Linked DNA regions of Mus musculus: regions 2 and 3 are each linked to region 1. Evidence: chromatin contacts called from public promoter capture Hi-C data. All regions are on one chromosome and are shown on one strand. Each heading gives the region's core, a stretch centred on a gene start, on an enhancer-like site or on the middle of the called end of the contact. The rest is flanking DNA. Distances are from core to core; before and after follow the strand shown.

Region 1 (4,934 bases), core at 713-3,212:
TTTCTCTGCGTAGCCTGGCTGTCCTGGAACTCACTTTGTAGACCAGGCTGGCCCCGAACTCAGAAATCCGAGAGTGCTGGGATTAAAGGCATGCACCACCACTGCCCCGCTGAGAATATTTTCAAACAAGAGTGAAGCCACAGTCTTTTTAAAATAGATGTAACATATGCCTAAGTGTAAGTGGAGATCAAAGCCCTTCCATTTAGGAAGGGGTGGGGGGACAACTAGGCAGTTTGTTTTCAAATGGCGCTACACTATTCACTCCCGAAGATGACCACCACCTCACTGTCAACACCGTACCCTCCGCCAGTCTCCTTTAAGACCCCAACTTTGTACAACAGCCTGTTCCTTCTACAGAGCTTATCTTTACATGACAGCGACGGTCAACTAAATCTTGGGGCTTTTTGTGGGGGGGAGGGAGCTTCTCATATGAAAGTTCACAAGAAGCCAGAAATTTTTTTTAAAAATGAAAAAATTAAAACATGAAAATCACTAATTTGAATTTTAACGATCATGCAGAGATTGGAAAGTTGCAGCTACTGAGCCTAATTGCAACTGCCCTTGGGTTATCTTTAGTCCCCAGGAAGCAGTTCTTTCTTGCCCACCTGTGTCTGATGTAACAGTGACTAACCTCCCGGAAACTGCTAGGGAAAAACACCTTGGAATTTATTATCTTAACAAGGTTTTCGAATGCTATCAGGCAGCCTCTGGGAGCCACAGCTGAGATTCCTCCACACTGCCCTAACTGCCTGCTTACCGCTTCCACTAATGCTTCTGAAAAGTACCTTAATTTGTTAATTTGTTCTGTTACTCTAAGAACTTATCAAACTGTTATCATGTTGGAACACTGAGTTTGCAGAAACCTGAATCTGTCCTGGGGCCATGGTCACTCGTATTTGGCTTCAAAATAATTTATTCTCTTTGAGATGCAGTTGTGTTTTGTTTTGTTTTTTTGCAAAGACAAAACTCAGAACAAAATCAACCACAGAAGTGAGCGCAGAATGTTGGGGAAACCACAAGAAAGTCAAGTAAACACTAAAGAGGAACTCCAATTTCCAAGGAAAAGGGGCTATTGCATCTCGTTCAACACCCTTCTTTCTCAGAAGGGGAAACCGGGGCTAAGGATACATCAAGTAAAACGTAATTCTGTCTTCAATCAAGAAAGGAAATGTAAACAAACTTCCAAAGCACCCAAAATATGACATTCTGAGTGGCTCTGGAGCACAGGACTTTTGTGGTCAAGTTTCAGAGCCATCAAAGCCCTACTAACAAAACAAACACACTGGCAGTCTCCGAGCGTGGTGAGAATCTATAGTTTAGAAAGTAGCCCTGGAGATTCGGAGACCTGGTAAGTCCCTGTTATCAGGCGTTCACGGAGTTTTACAATTACAAAGCAGAACGCATAAGGTCTGGCTCTCACACCCCACAACCTAAACTAGTCCGCGATCCGGCGGTGGATCCTTCCACGAAGGCCGCCGGCCTCGCCCAACTCCAAAGGGCTCTCTCTCCCTGGCCGGTCCGGCTGGGATGGGGCTCGGGGCCCGGATTCCAGGAGGCCCCGGGATCCACACTCCCACTCCACAGATTTCTGAGGTCTTGCTTCAGAGCCTCAAGCCCTTCGGAGGGAAGGTTGGAGAGGGTTCGGGAGCCACGCCTTCCACAAAGCTCGCGCTGCCACCTGTGGCTGTGTCCCGGCAGAGCTCGGCGCGGCGGGCCGGAGGACAGCAGGGCAGCTGTCCAAGAAATGCCAACTCCCCCGGTGCACGCACCTCGGACAGACCGCTGCGGTCCTCGGTGTCCTGGCCGCTCAGAACTTTCTTCAGCTTGTCCATGTCAGGGTCCCGACCGCCGCCTTTGGCGTTCGCTCCGCCTACCACTCTTCGGGGTGCGCAGCCGCCGCCCCTCCGCCCGCTGCCAACCACGGCGCGCCCCGCCCAGGCACCTGCCCACCTGCCCGCCCGGCATGCCCCGCGCCAGCCACGCCCCCTGAACGAGCTCCTTGGGGTCACCCGGGGCGGGGCCGAGAGAGTCGGGGTGAAGTCGGCCAGGCGATACCTAACCCGGAAGCTGGCTGCGCGCCCGGGCTTCACGGATTCGTTCCAGCGCCCAGCACCACCATGTGCCAGGGCCTGGAACAACGCAGGCCTTTCGCAAACTTACCCATGGATGCTGAAGTTAATCCGCTGGTGGTTGTACACCGCAGATCTATAAAAATATATATTTCCCACGTTAAGTAGAACAAATCAGTGTGCAACAGGCTGGAGCAGTACAACCCTGTGTATTCTTAAAAGCAGCAATTCCTACGTCATCCCTAGGGGAAATGGCTCGGGAGATATGACTTGGGCAACACCTGAACAGATGGCAAGTGGTGAGAAGAATCAATATTTTCGTGTTTGGTAAATGCTTTACTTCAATCAGTCTGCAGCACTACTGAGGCTATGAAGCAGAATCCATATGAAGTCATGGGCTCTTCCAGACAGGACAGAAATTTGCTCACCTTGCACACTGGTGGCCAGAGATATCTGGAACACCTATGTTAAGATTAAACTAGTTCAGAAAAGGCACTGAGACCAAGGTGTAGCTCAGTGAGAGAATGCTTGCCTAGCATATGCAAGGCTTTGGGTTCAGTTTCCACCACTGTCCCTGCTTCCCAAAAAAGGGAAAGGAGACCACAGAGGAACTTCAGAAACACCCCCTAGGTCACTTTACCTCCCACATATTTTCATGTGAGGTCTCCAGCGTCCTTCTTCACTTGTATAAAAACATAAAAACATAAGACCAGCTGCTGCTGCCTCTGCAGGGACTCCTCTTACCTGCCACATTTTCCAGTGAGTCCTTACACCTCTCTGTAAGACGTCAAACATCAGAGCACAGTGCAAAGGCTGTGTCCTGAAAGATCCACTCTAGCTCTGTCATTTGCCACTTAGGAGGCCTTGAGCTAGAAGCTCCTTAGCCTTTCTGGTCCCCAGCTGATTTCCTCTGTAGAGTGAGCACAATGGCTTCCAAACGTGACTGTGGAAAGCAAGCATGACTGTATAGACAGGTCTGGAGCAGAGGGGAATTTAAATAGCATTTAGTAGAAGCTGTCCTTGTTCTCTCCTAGCCTGATGGCTTTTCCAGCCACCTGTGGTGAGGTGATAGAACTGGCCCCCACAGGCTCATGTGTAAACACTTGGCCCATAGGGAATGGTACTACTAGGAGGTGTGGTCTTGTTGGAGTAGTTGTGGCCTTGTTAGAGGAAGTGTGTCACTGTGGGGGAAGGTCTCCTATGCTTTGACGGCTCCTATGCTCAAGCTCTGCCTACTGTGGTACATAGTCTCCTGCTGTCTTTAGATCAAGATGTAGAACTCTCGGGTTGGAGAGATGACTCAGTGGTTAAGAGACACTCAGATCAGTAGTGTTCATAACAGAGCACACAAAGGTTGAGGGATATTGGATCATGTGACATTGTTCTTAAATGTCTCTACATGGAGGTTTAGGCAGAACTCACAAGATTCATGATACTGATGCTAAAGCACAGAACACCAGCATCTCTGGATTACAAAAAGCACCTCTGTCAAAATTGCAGTTCCAAAAGGCATAAACTTTCAACTCCATTATTATTATTATTATTATTACTATTATTATTTAGCAATTTAATTTATTAGCATGTGTTAAATATTAGCTATACTTCTTACCTTTATCTTCCATATGAATATGAATGAATGTTAGGAATTTTTAAAAATATTTTTATTAGGTATTTTCCTCATTTACATTTCCAATGCTATCCCAAAAGTCCCCCATACCCTCCCCCCCCCCACTCCCCTACCCACCCACTCCCACTTTTTGGCCCTGGCGTTCCCCTGTACTGGGACATATAAAGTTTGCAAGTCCAATGGGCCTCTCTTTCCATTGATGGCCATCTAGGCCATCTTTTGATACATATGCAGCTAGAGTCAAGAGCTCCAGGGTACTGGTTAGTTCATAATGTTGTTCCACCTATATGTTAGGAATTTTTAAAAGATTTATTTATTTATTTTATGTATGTGAGTGCTCTGTCTGAATGTACACCTGCACACCAGCAGAGGGCACCAGATCTCACTATAGATGGTTGCTAGGAATTGAACTCAGGACCTCTGGAAGAGCCGTGCTTTTAACTGCTGAGCCATCTCTCCACCCAGGAAATTTCTTCTTCTTCTTCTTCTTCTTCTTCTTCTTCTTCTTCTTCTTCTTCTTCTTCTTCTTCTTCTTCTTCTTCTTCTTCTTCTTTTTCTTTTTTTTTCTTCTTTTTCTTTTTTTTTCTTCTTTTTCTTTTTTGGTTTTTCGAGGCAGGGTTGCTCTGTATAGCCCTGGCTGTCCTGGAACTCACTCTGTAGACCAGGCTGGCCTCGAACTCAGAAATCTGCCTGCCTCTGCCTCCCAAATGCTGGGATTAAAGGCGTGTGCCACCACTGTCGGGCAAGAAACTTCTTAAAATGAAAAAAAAATATATTTTGAAATGGAATTCATCATTATGGTAATATATTCTAAATTTGTACTGATCACATTTATCTATCTCTGATATTTTGCCAATTTTTGATCAAATAAAAGCTTTATGTGTGTTTATTGATTTTGGAGGATGAAACATAATTCAATGACTATATAGCTAGCTACCTTTTTAATTTTTAAATACTTAAAGCTGATATATGGCCTTCGAGGTCCTGAAATATCTTAGAGCTATGACTCATGCATGATAAGTGACCCAGGCAGAGGACACCAAGTTATCCCAGAGGAAATACAAACCTGTTCAAGATATTAAAAATACAGGAGAACTTTGTTTCAAAACAAGGAAAACAAGCATCCTGCCAGTGTGTTCATGCACAGTTTTTGTATGCAAGAATTGATGAAGGACCCACATCCGATAACAACCCTGTGGCCAACCAGCCAGCCACTAACAAGGTTCTAAATGCAGGAG
Region 2 (4,934 bases), core at 1,354-3,853, 2.5 Mb before region 1:
AGAACTCCAGAACAGCCAGGGCTCTGTAAGAGAGCCTTTGCCTCAAAACAAACATCCCCCAAAACAAGAGGATTCAGTTTCCTAAACATGTATGTAATTGACTTCTTTTGCATTTTATCAATGATGAACTCTTAGAAACACTAGTTTCTTCTTCCAGGACTCTCCTGCTTTCCCTTCATCTTTAGCTGTCCTTTTACTTACTATCAGATATCAGAATGACAGAAATTACATAAAAAGCTACCACCTAGCTAACTAATAACTGGAAGTGGGGGTTTGGGGGTAGCACATAGACTCAAGGAAACAGTATTATATTCAAAGACATTGAAGAAATTCTGCACTTCATTCTGAGCTAGAACTGATGCCAGGGTTATTTACTATACAGAGCACAAAGGAGAAAGTCTTATGAAATAAAGTGCAGTATGTAAATGTAAAGAGGAGTGGAAGAGGAAAAAGAAACTACTTACGGATCCAAAGACTTAGGCTATTCTGAGAACAGATTTTACTGCTTGAACACTAGTTTCTTCTTCCAGGACTCTCCTGCTTTCCCTTCATCTTTAGCTGTCCTTTTACTTACTATGCACTAACCACAGTAACAAGAGCATTACTCAGTCTTAAATTCTACAGCAAGCCTGAGAGGTACTGATATCATCTTTAGTTTATAATGAAGGGATGGGCTCACAATCACTTCTCAAAAACAAAACAAAACTGAACATTCACAAGCTCTCACTACGCAGCCTAGGCTGGCCTCAAGCCCATTTCTGTCTTCCCCTAGTCTTCCTATGACACCAAACAGACACTACGTTTACATCTGGCAGCATTTTAACCTTCACATGTAACAATGTTCAAACACCCAAGCAAGCTAAAGAAAAAGTACCAGTTAAAAATGTGCCTTATTTTAGCAACAATTATAAATGTACAAGACCAAATGAACACTTTGATAGTTCAGAGCATCCCCTCTGGGTTTAGAAAGTATGGCTTTGACTACAGCACCACTACAAATTTGTGACCTTGATCAAATTACTTCGATCTCTCAAATATCTTGTCCTCATCTGTAAACCAAGTATAAGAGCTCCTTCCTCAAAGACTAGGATCAAAAAGGATAATGTATATAAAGGTCTTGAGAGCATACAGTTAGAGGTTAAGTAATGAGAGATCAGCCAGCATTCTATGTTCTTCACACACACCTACAGACACCCCCCCCAAAAAAACCCAAAAGCTTATTATGACAAATTCATCCCAGAAAAATCATATAAAAACTTCTTTTCTATATGCAAACTCAATCTATTTCTAATTTTTGGAGAATCAATGCATTTGGAGCCAGCCAGAAAAGATGCTGCAGTGCATCTGTGACACACACCTAAAAATGGCTCCAGCCAAAGCAGCATCTTAATGACCAACATGGAAGCTTAAATCTACTTTTAAAAAATGCTAGAGGTCAGACGTGGTGGCCGCTTCATACCACCCTCTCTGTAACGTCTATTAGCGGGAATTGACTCCTGAGCACTCGATGAAGCAAGCATCTTCCGATTCTTCTGGTGCATTCCCAAAGAGAAACCCTAACAGGAGGGCCGCCTACTGTACAATTCTAAGTATCCTGCTGGGGTATGAATTTATGAACCGAGGTTGAAGACCAGCCAATGCGGAAATCCGGGTAGTTTTAAGAGTCAGGAATTACTAGGCAAGTTGGATCCCCCCACCCCAAAGATCTTGAACACACTTCAAACAAATATACATCCCCTTTAAAGAGATCAGAGCGGTCCTTATATGCAAAATCAAGCAAGAGTCCTCACTGGCTCCCATGCTATTTTTCTTCGGTCTTAACTAGGGTCTCTACTCTAGCAACCAGTAATACTAAACGCTCTCTCTGAAAATCAGGCAGCAGCCGAGCCGTATTCCCACAAATGCCGGGCTGGAGCGGCCTAGAGGGAGGAAAAGACTACTCAAATCCTCCAAGAAGTTGTTCAGCTTGTCCCCAGCGGAAGTGGGGTTCGTTGGTCCTGGGTCCTGGTAGAGCCTCTACGACCGCCCTGGACTACACACCGCTGGCTGCAAACGCCAGCCATCACCACAGGAGCATCCGCAGGCACTAAGAGCGCTCGGAGCCGCCACGGGCACCGTCCTCCACGCCGTGGAAAAACGGCGCGCGCAGGCCCCGCGCGGGCGGAGGCTCCCTCGGCCATCGCAGGGCCGCCCCGCCGCAGCACACGCCGCGCACATGGGCGACGAGCCCTGCTCCGGATCTCCGCGGACAGCACGACGCCGGGAGCCCAGGGAGAGACGCCGCGGGCCCCCAGGCCTGGCTCCAGCGCCCGTGCCTTCCCTCCCTCCTCCATCGGGCCTCTTCACGGTCCGGACGCCCTCGCTCTCCTTACCCGCCAGGGTTGAGAACCAAGTCTGCGCGCTTCCAAGGGGCTCGCCCCGGACGGATCAGGGTCAGGGGAGGGGAGATTGCCTCGAGAGACCGTCCGCAGGGCCGCTCGGTCCCGAAAGCCCGAGCCACCGCCGTACAAACCGCCAAAGCACTTTCGCTACCTCCTGAGAGGGTGAGAGCGAGCGAGAAAAAGAAGCAAGATGGCGGCTAGCCAGCCCCTACGTGCTACGTCATGACGTTGCGTACGTAAGGCAAATCTCCGCAAGACCGCCCCGGGGGGGGTGGAGGGGTTGAGGCTGCGGGGTCACGTGACAGCCTCCGCCGCTTCTCGACTGCGGCGGAGGGCAACGCTACCTCCTACTGGAAGGAGGGAGTTCGTCAAGCAGAGCCATTTCGGAGACAAAGCTTTTCCACCTGGGAAGATTCCAAAAACCTTGAGCCCTCCGTGAGGAATCACGACTTGGTTTGTCTCCGTGCATTGACAACAACTGATGGAGGAACATAAACGTTTACAACCTGCGCTTTGACCGAATGTTCTTAGGGGGGGGGGGGGGGCAAAGTGAGGGGCCATGGTGTGGTGGCAATTTGAGAAGACCGAAGTTACCTCGGAGTGAAAAAAATAATCCAAGTGTTAGGGACAAAAGCGACTGGCGTGCTTTGCTGAGGCCACCTTCGGCATTTGTAATTTTGGTGTAAAATAAGGCACTGTTTATTTCTGACTCCTCTGGCAATGTTTACCTCTTGGAACAACTACCTAACAGAGAAAACTAACAGTTAAGAGTCACTCATGCAGGCCGGGCCGTGGTGGTGTACGCCTTTAATCCCAGCACTTGGGAGGCAGAGGCAGGTGGATTTCTGAGTTCAAGGCCAGCCTGGTCTACAAAGTGAGTTCCAGGACAGCCATGGCTATACAGAGAAACCCTGTCTCGAAAGCCAAAAAAAAAAAAAAAAAAAAAAAAAGAGTCATTCATGCAGATGTTTACTAGGTAAGTGTATAGTAGAGACAAGGCAGTACCCGAAGTGAGGAAGGAAAATGATAATATTCTACCTGGGGGCTGAGCATGTACCTCAGTGCCGCGTAGTATCTTGTCACATATATGCAAGTCTCTAGGTTTGGTCTTCCTTTCCCCAACGGAAAGAAGGTAATCCACGAGTATGTGATATTTCTCTACTTTATGAGATATCTATAGTGTATAATAAATCCAAAGATTCTTGTCCTGGTCTGAGTAAACTCCTCCGCTTGCAACTGGCATGTATTCATGGGGTGATACCACAACGTTAGAACAACCATAAAATAATAGCGCAGTAACCACAAGTAACTTCTTCCCCAATTGACATTTGTGATCATTTGTTTTAGATTTTGTTTGCTTTGCATTTCTGGGGCTCGAATCTGGGGCTTGCCTTCAACATGTTAGGCAAGTGCTAATCCAACTGAACTATAACCCTTAGCCCCTTCAGAGACCTTCCAAAATGAGACATAATTTGCTGATTGATAGAACAGGACAGAGAGAGGCCTGTCTTTTCACCAAGAAAACACCTTGGTTATTTTCCCACAATCCATTAGAACCAGTCTTCTGTATCCTGGACTTGAAGTATCTTTCTTGAGCAATGCAGGATCCCTCCAACAATCAAATATGCTGACATCTACCTGGTTATGAGACTGACATGTACAAACAGAATATTAATTCATGAGTTTCTAAGAGTTGTGCATTAGGGTTCTCTAGAGTAACAGAATTTATAGAATGAATCTCTATGTATATATAGAAAGAGATTTTGTTAGAATGATTTATGGACTCTGGTATAGCTAATCCAACAATGGCTGCCAATGAACAGAAGGTCCAAGAATTCAATAGGTTTTTCAGTCTACAAGGCTAGATTTCTCAGTTGGTTTTCAGTACATACTGGAATCCCAAAGAAGACTTTAATACCAGTGAAGAAATGGACTCTTGTTAGTGAGGAAAGAGCTAGAAGACAAATAGCAAAAGCTACCTTCTTCAATGTCCTTATATATAGGATAGGCTTCCAGCTGAAGGCATAGCCCAGATTAGAGGTGAGTCTTCCCACCTTAAAAGATCCTGATTAAAGGTATGTTTTCTAATATTTATGTATTTATGTATTTATTTATTTATTATATGTAAGTACACTGTAGCTGTCTTCCCGACACTCCAGAAGAGGGCATCAGATCTCATTACGGATGGTTGTGAGCCACCATGTGGTTGCTGGGATTTGAACTCAGGACAGTCGGCACTCCTAACTTTTTTTTCTAAACTCAAAGATACAGTTTAGAAGTGGATCTTCCACTGGGCAGTGGTGGCACACGCCTTTAATCCCAGCGCTTGGGAGGCAGAGGCAGGAGGATTTCTGAATTCCAGGCTAGCCTGGTCTACAGAGTGAGTTCCAGGACAGTTGGGGCTACACAGAAAAATCCTGTCTCGAAAAAGAAAAAAGAAAGAAGTGGATCTTGCCACTTCAAATTAAGCAAGCAAACAAACAAATCCTCACAGGCAAGCCCCTCCACATTTGTGGGTTTTAGTTAATTCCAGATAGTAGTCAAGTTGATAAC
Region 3 (4,934 bases), core at 1,457-3,956, 2.2 Mb after region 1:
ATTTGTGAATAGTTTTCTGGCTTATTGAAGAAATAACAAGAGTTATAGTCATTAATGTTCAGGGAATAAAAGTGTGTGTCTGTGGGCATGTAAGGGTGTAACTAATGTAAAACTGAACTCTAGCAATAAATAGCCTGACACCAGGATGCTTGGGGGTCGTGGGGAGGAATGGCCTTCAGTGAGAAGTTGGATTTCCAAGGACTTTCTCCTTGGGGAGCCTGGAGATGGAAAGGTGACTGAGTTATATTTCTTCTGTGCCTCCAGTTCTCTAGGAAGAAAACAGAACTGAGGGACTTTGGAGTCCCCCCAGCTTGGCTTTAAGTAAACTTCTGGGCTTGCTTTTTTTGAGGGCTGTCTTCTTTCCCCTTCCCCATCAAGTCTTTCGCTGAGAATGTCTGCCTGCCAGCTTTCACCCACCTGAGGATGCTTCTCCTTTTGCTGCTCTCTGAGCCCCTGCAGTTTTCCTCCTTCTGAATTCTTACGATGACCTGATGACCCTCTGCTTTCCCCGATGCTTCCTTGGGTATTGCTAACGAGGCCGTCTATGTACGGTAGGACTTGTATTGGTTTGCGGTTTGGGGGTGCAGTCCCTCATGGAGAGGAAAGCCGGGCAGGACAGTGAGGTAGCCGGTCACACTGAACACAGAGAGACCAATGCTGACACTCAGCTTCCTGCCTCCTCCTTTTTGCTCAGCCTGGGACCCAGCCCATGGAACAGTGCTGCCTGCCTGTAAGGTGAGTCTTCACATCTCCTTTAACCCAACCTAGAAATCCTCCCACAGAAATGCCTAGTAGTTTAGCCCTTAGACGATCCCAGAAACCATCAAGCCTATAATTGTTACTAACCCCATTCTTCCTAGGAAATTTACACATCCTTTAAACTTTTTTTTTTAAGATTTATTTATTTATGTATATGAGTACACTGTAGTTGTACAGATGTGAGCCTTCATGTGGTTGTTGGGGATTGAATTTAGGACCTCTGCTTGCTCCAGTCCAAAGATTGATTTATTATTATAAATAAGTTCACTGTAGATGTCTTCAGACGCACCAGAAGAGGGCGTCAGATCTCACTAACGGTGGTTGTGAGCCACCATGTGGTTGCTGGGATTTGAATTCAGGGCCTTCGGAAGAGCAGTCAGAGCTCTTCCAGCTGGGCCATCTCACCAGTCCTCCTTTAAACTTTAGATCAGCGGCACACTCTCCTTCCCCCTTCCCCCGATACACAGGGAGTTTCAAAATTCTCTCCTTTTCTTGACTTTAAAAAAAAGGAGGTGCCAAAATAAGAATGAATTTTCATACCAACATTCTGACTTGATAGAGTAAGAGCAAATTTTGCTGTTGACTTTCATTGGGTTTGGGTCACACTCTACTTTTATTGCCACGATTAGATCAACAGATGCCATGGTCACATTTCTGGAACATACATCAGACGATCTAAATGTAACAAATCAACATGGGATGGCTGGGCAGAATACTTTAAACACAACTGGCCACAAAACGACCAGCTGTTATCTCTGTACCTGTCAATGATCTTGACCCAGGCCAGATGTTTCCAGATGTTTCTGACCAACCCCAACAAAAGCAGTCCTTTGAGTTCGGGCCTAGGTGTTCTTAATTGGGTACTGCTGTTTCCATTTGAGGACCCAAACCTACACATCTCAGAGGCACTGAAAAGATTAATTCGTACAGAGAGCTGAGAAAATTGACCAAAATTTTTACTAAATTAGAAGAACACATTCCATGCTCGCTTCGGCAGCACATATACTAAAATTGGAACGATACAGAGAAGATTAGCATGGCCCCTGCGCAAGGATGACACGCAAATTCGTGAAGCGTTCCATATTTTTGAGCTAAGACGAAAGGATGGACTATCTAGAGACTACCCCACCCGGGGATCCATCCCACACTCAGCCACCAAACCCAGACACTATTGTATATGCCAGAAAGATTTTGCTGAAGGGACCCTGTTATAGTTGTCTTGTATGAGGCTATGCCAGTGCCTGGCAAATACAGAAGTGGATGCTCACAGTCTTTTAAAAGATGGAACACAGAGCCCCCAATGGAGAAGCTAGAGAAAGCACCCAAGGAGCTGAAGGAGTCTGCAACCCTATAGGTGGAACAACAATACGAACTAACCAGTGCCCCTAGAGCTCGTATCTCTAGCTGCATATGTATCAGAAGATGGCCTAGTCGGCCATCATTGGGAAGAGAGGTCCCTTGGTATATTGCAAACTTTATATGCCCCAGTACAGGGGAATGTCAGGGCCAAGAAGAGGGAGTGGGTGGGTAGGGGAGCAGAGCAGGGGAAGGGTATAGGGAACTTTCGGGATAGCATTTGAAATGTATATAAAGAAAATATCTAATAAAAAAAAAGAAAAAAAGAAGAACACATTCCCTAATACTGTGCTTCTACAAAGCACAAAAAGAAATCAAAGAAATACAGTAAGGAGAATGTTGCAAAAGCTTGCAGGCCCAGTAGAAGGGGTCTCATTATCCTTCCAGGAACTCCTTCGGGATCTGGACCGGAGGACTTGGGTGGTGTGGTGTTCCACGTAATTATCTAGGCCAAAGGTCTTCCAGTTCCAGCCCCAGAAGCTCTCACCAGGCCCTTAATTATGCTGACTAGGCCCAAGCTACTCACTCTAGGCTCTCATTGGCCGTCCTCTCACGCCACACCCCCTCGTGGCACGAGGCCACGCCCCTCCCACTGTCCCTTCCTCCCAGTGGGCTCTACTGGGCTCTCCTTGAGGGCCCCGGGTCTTCACACTCACGGTCCACACCTCCCCGAGGTCCTGTTCCCTAGTGGTCCACCCCTGCCCAGCCAGGGTCGCCTCTTTCCATGGGCCACGCCCCAGAGATTCCGCCCCTCGCCACTCCCTCCTCGTTACCGCGCTATCTCCCCCTCCAGTAGTAATCTGCTGGGGCTTCCGGACGCTTTGCACGCGTAGCAGATGATCCTCGGTGCAGTCGGTTCTGTGCTGACCTCGCTCCTCCGCATTCACCGGGCTGCAGCAGTCGCCGCCATGAGTACTGGCACCTTCGTCGTGTCGCAGCCGCTCAACTACCGCGGCGGGGCCCGTGTGGAGCCGGTGGATGCTTCCGGCACGGAGAAAGCGTTCGAGCCAGCCACCGGTAACCTGGCGCGGGGCGGCACGCGGATGGGGTGGGTCTTCCCCGGCCCTGTGCACTGAGTCTGCTGCCCCGAGTCCTTCCGAGCTCTCCGCCAAGGGTTGCTGAACTTGCGTGGTCGCAGCACGGAGCACAGAATGTTGGGGAGGCTCCTGGAAAAGAGGGGGCGCTATGGGTGCGGTGGGGTGCGCTGGGGGGCCGGGAGTAACTACATGGCTGGAGCAGGAGAGTCTGGCGTAGAACCTGTGGGTCTTTTGAGTTTTGAGAGCTGGGCCTGCAGGAGAGTCTGCTACTGGGATGTTGACTCACAGGTGATTTCTGTTATGCATGATCCACATGACCTTCCCCCTTCTAGTGCTGGGATATTTCTGAACTTCGATGAGAGTTGGGAAAGGAGAGAAAAAAAAAAACAGCAGCCGACAACATCTGTTTAGCTTTAGTGCCTGCTAGCTCTCCAGGTTAACAAGAGAGAGAGAGAAAAAAAAACATTGAACATGTGTAATCACGTGTAGTGCTTACCACTGTTAATTAATGAACTTATCCGTTATCTCCACGTAGTTTCCACCTATGAGTAGTGAGAACTTTCATGCTCTGCACACTTGGCAGATTTTAAGTGAATATGTATTTTACGGTATTATTAGCTGTAATCACGATGTTCATTAGATTTCTACAGTTCATCCTTGCAAGCACTTAATGCTTTGGAGCAAACCCTTAGCACAAACTAAGGAGGAAGCGAGTTCTTTGTTTCTTGGACTTTGGGTTGACTTTTGTGTTTGTTTTGATTATTCTTATTGAATATTCAGAGCAGGGAAAAAAAATGTGTTCTGTAAGCCAGAAGGGCTTGTTTAGTGAGAGAAGTAAAAGTACACTGACCTCCACGAGGCAGGGATTTGCCAGAACCTGAACTGATGGGAGAGGCCATGATAGCTGGGAAGAGTTTCTCAGCCTGCCTCCCTTTAGAGGCACAGAAGCAGCATTGCCCGCAGGTGAGCTCTGGCCATTGCCTTTACTCGCAGGCGATCTTCAGCCATTCTGGTTTGTCCAAGAAATAGGTTTATGAAATCTCAGAAATTCCTTGTGAAAAGAAACTGCTGAAAACCTTTTGTTGGTCGAGTTAGTTGGGTTATGATCCTTCAGATACGGGCTTAAAAAGAAAAAAAAAACACTAATCTTTTTTTTTTTTTTTTTATCTTTGAAAGACCATTTTATTTTATTTATATGTGTACACTGTTGCTGTCTTCAGACACCCCAGAAGAGGGCATCGGATCCCATTACAGATGGTTGTGAGCCACCATGTGGTTGCTGGGAATTGAACTCAGGACCTCTGGAAGAGCAGTCAGTGCCCTTAACCCTGAGCCATCTCTCTAGCCCCAACACTAATCTTTCTGTTATGATGGGGATAGGAGATTGAGACTTTAAGAAAAGACTGGCCTTTAGCGACTAAAGTTTCTTATTAACCTTATTCACCAAGTAGTAGTCTGATAGTCCCTGATTAGAACACAGATAAGGGACAGTTTACAGTAATAGACTGATGACTTTCAACTTGGATTTTGCAAGACTGTCAAGATTCTGAGTCAGTATTAAGAACCATCACAAAATGACTTCTAGAAGGTCAATGTTAGTAAACTTTTTTTTTAAAGAGGTATTTATTTATTATATGTAAGTACATTATAGCTGTCCTCAGATACTCCAAAAAGAGGGAGTCAGATTTCATTATGGATGTTGTGAGCCACCATGTGGTCGGTGGCATTTGAACTCAGGACCTTTGGAAGAGCAGTTGGTGTTCTTAACCGCTGAGCCATCCC

Evidence for each region. Promoter capture Hi-C pulls out the DNA fragments that hold promoters and counts their contacts. Capture Hi-C pulls out chosen DNA fragments and counts their contacts.
Region 2: a promoter capture Hi-C map of hippocampal neurons shows a contact between it and region 1, with 4 times the contacts expected there. The contact joins the promoter of Prrc2c here to the promoter of Sft2d2 in region 1. A contact is called at or near these places in 3 of 39 promoter capture datasets (hippocampal neurons, liver and pre-B cells) and 1 of 9 other capture datasets (liver).
Region 3: a contact with region 1 is called in a promoter capture Hi-C map of liver, with 3 times the contacts expected there. The contact joins the promoter of Aldh9a1 here to the promoter of Sft2d2 in region 1. A contact is called at or near these places in 2 of 39 promoter capture datasets (liver and pre-B cells) and 1 of 9 other capture datasets (liver).

Annotation. Positions count from the first base shown.
Region 1 is chr1:165,192,471-165,197,404 of GRCm38.p6, forward strand. Sft2d2 (SFT2 domain containing 2) reads right to left here and starts at 1,963. Exons shown (of 8, transcript NM_145512.4): 1 at 1,770-1,963. The coding sequence starts at 1,832.
Region 2 is chr1:162,737,953-162,742,886 of GRCm38.p6, forward strand. Prrc2c (proline-rich coiled-coil 2C) reads right to left here and starts at 2,604. Exons shown (of 35, transcript NM_001081290.1): 1 at 2,373-2,604.
Region 3 is chr1:167,347,285-167,352,218 of GRCm38.p6, forward strand. It overlaps Aldh9a1 (aldehyde dehydrogenase 9, subfamily A1), which reads left to right and starts at 2,707. Exons shown (of 11, transcript NM_019993.4): 1 at 2,707-3,132. The coding sequence starts at 2,952. It overlaps Gm24182 (a small nuclear RNA gene), which reads left to right and starts at 1,741; the gene lies at 1,741-1,847.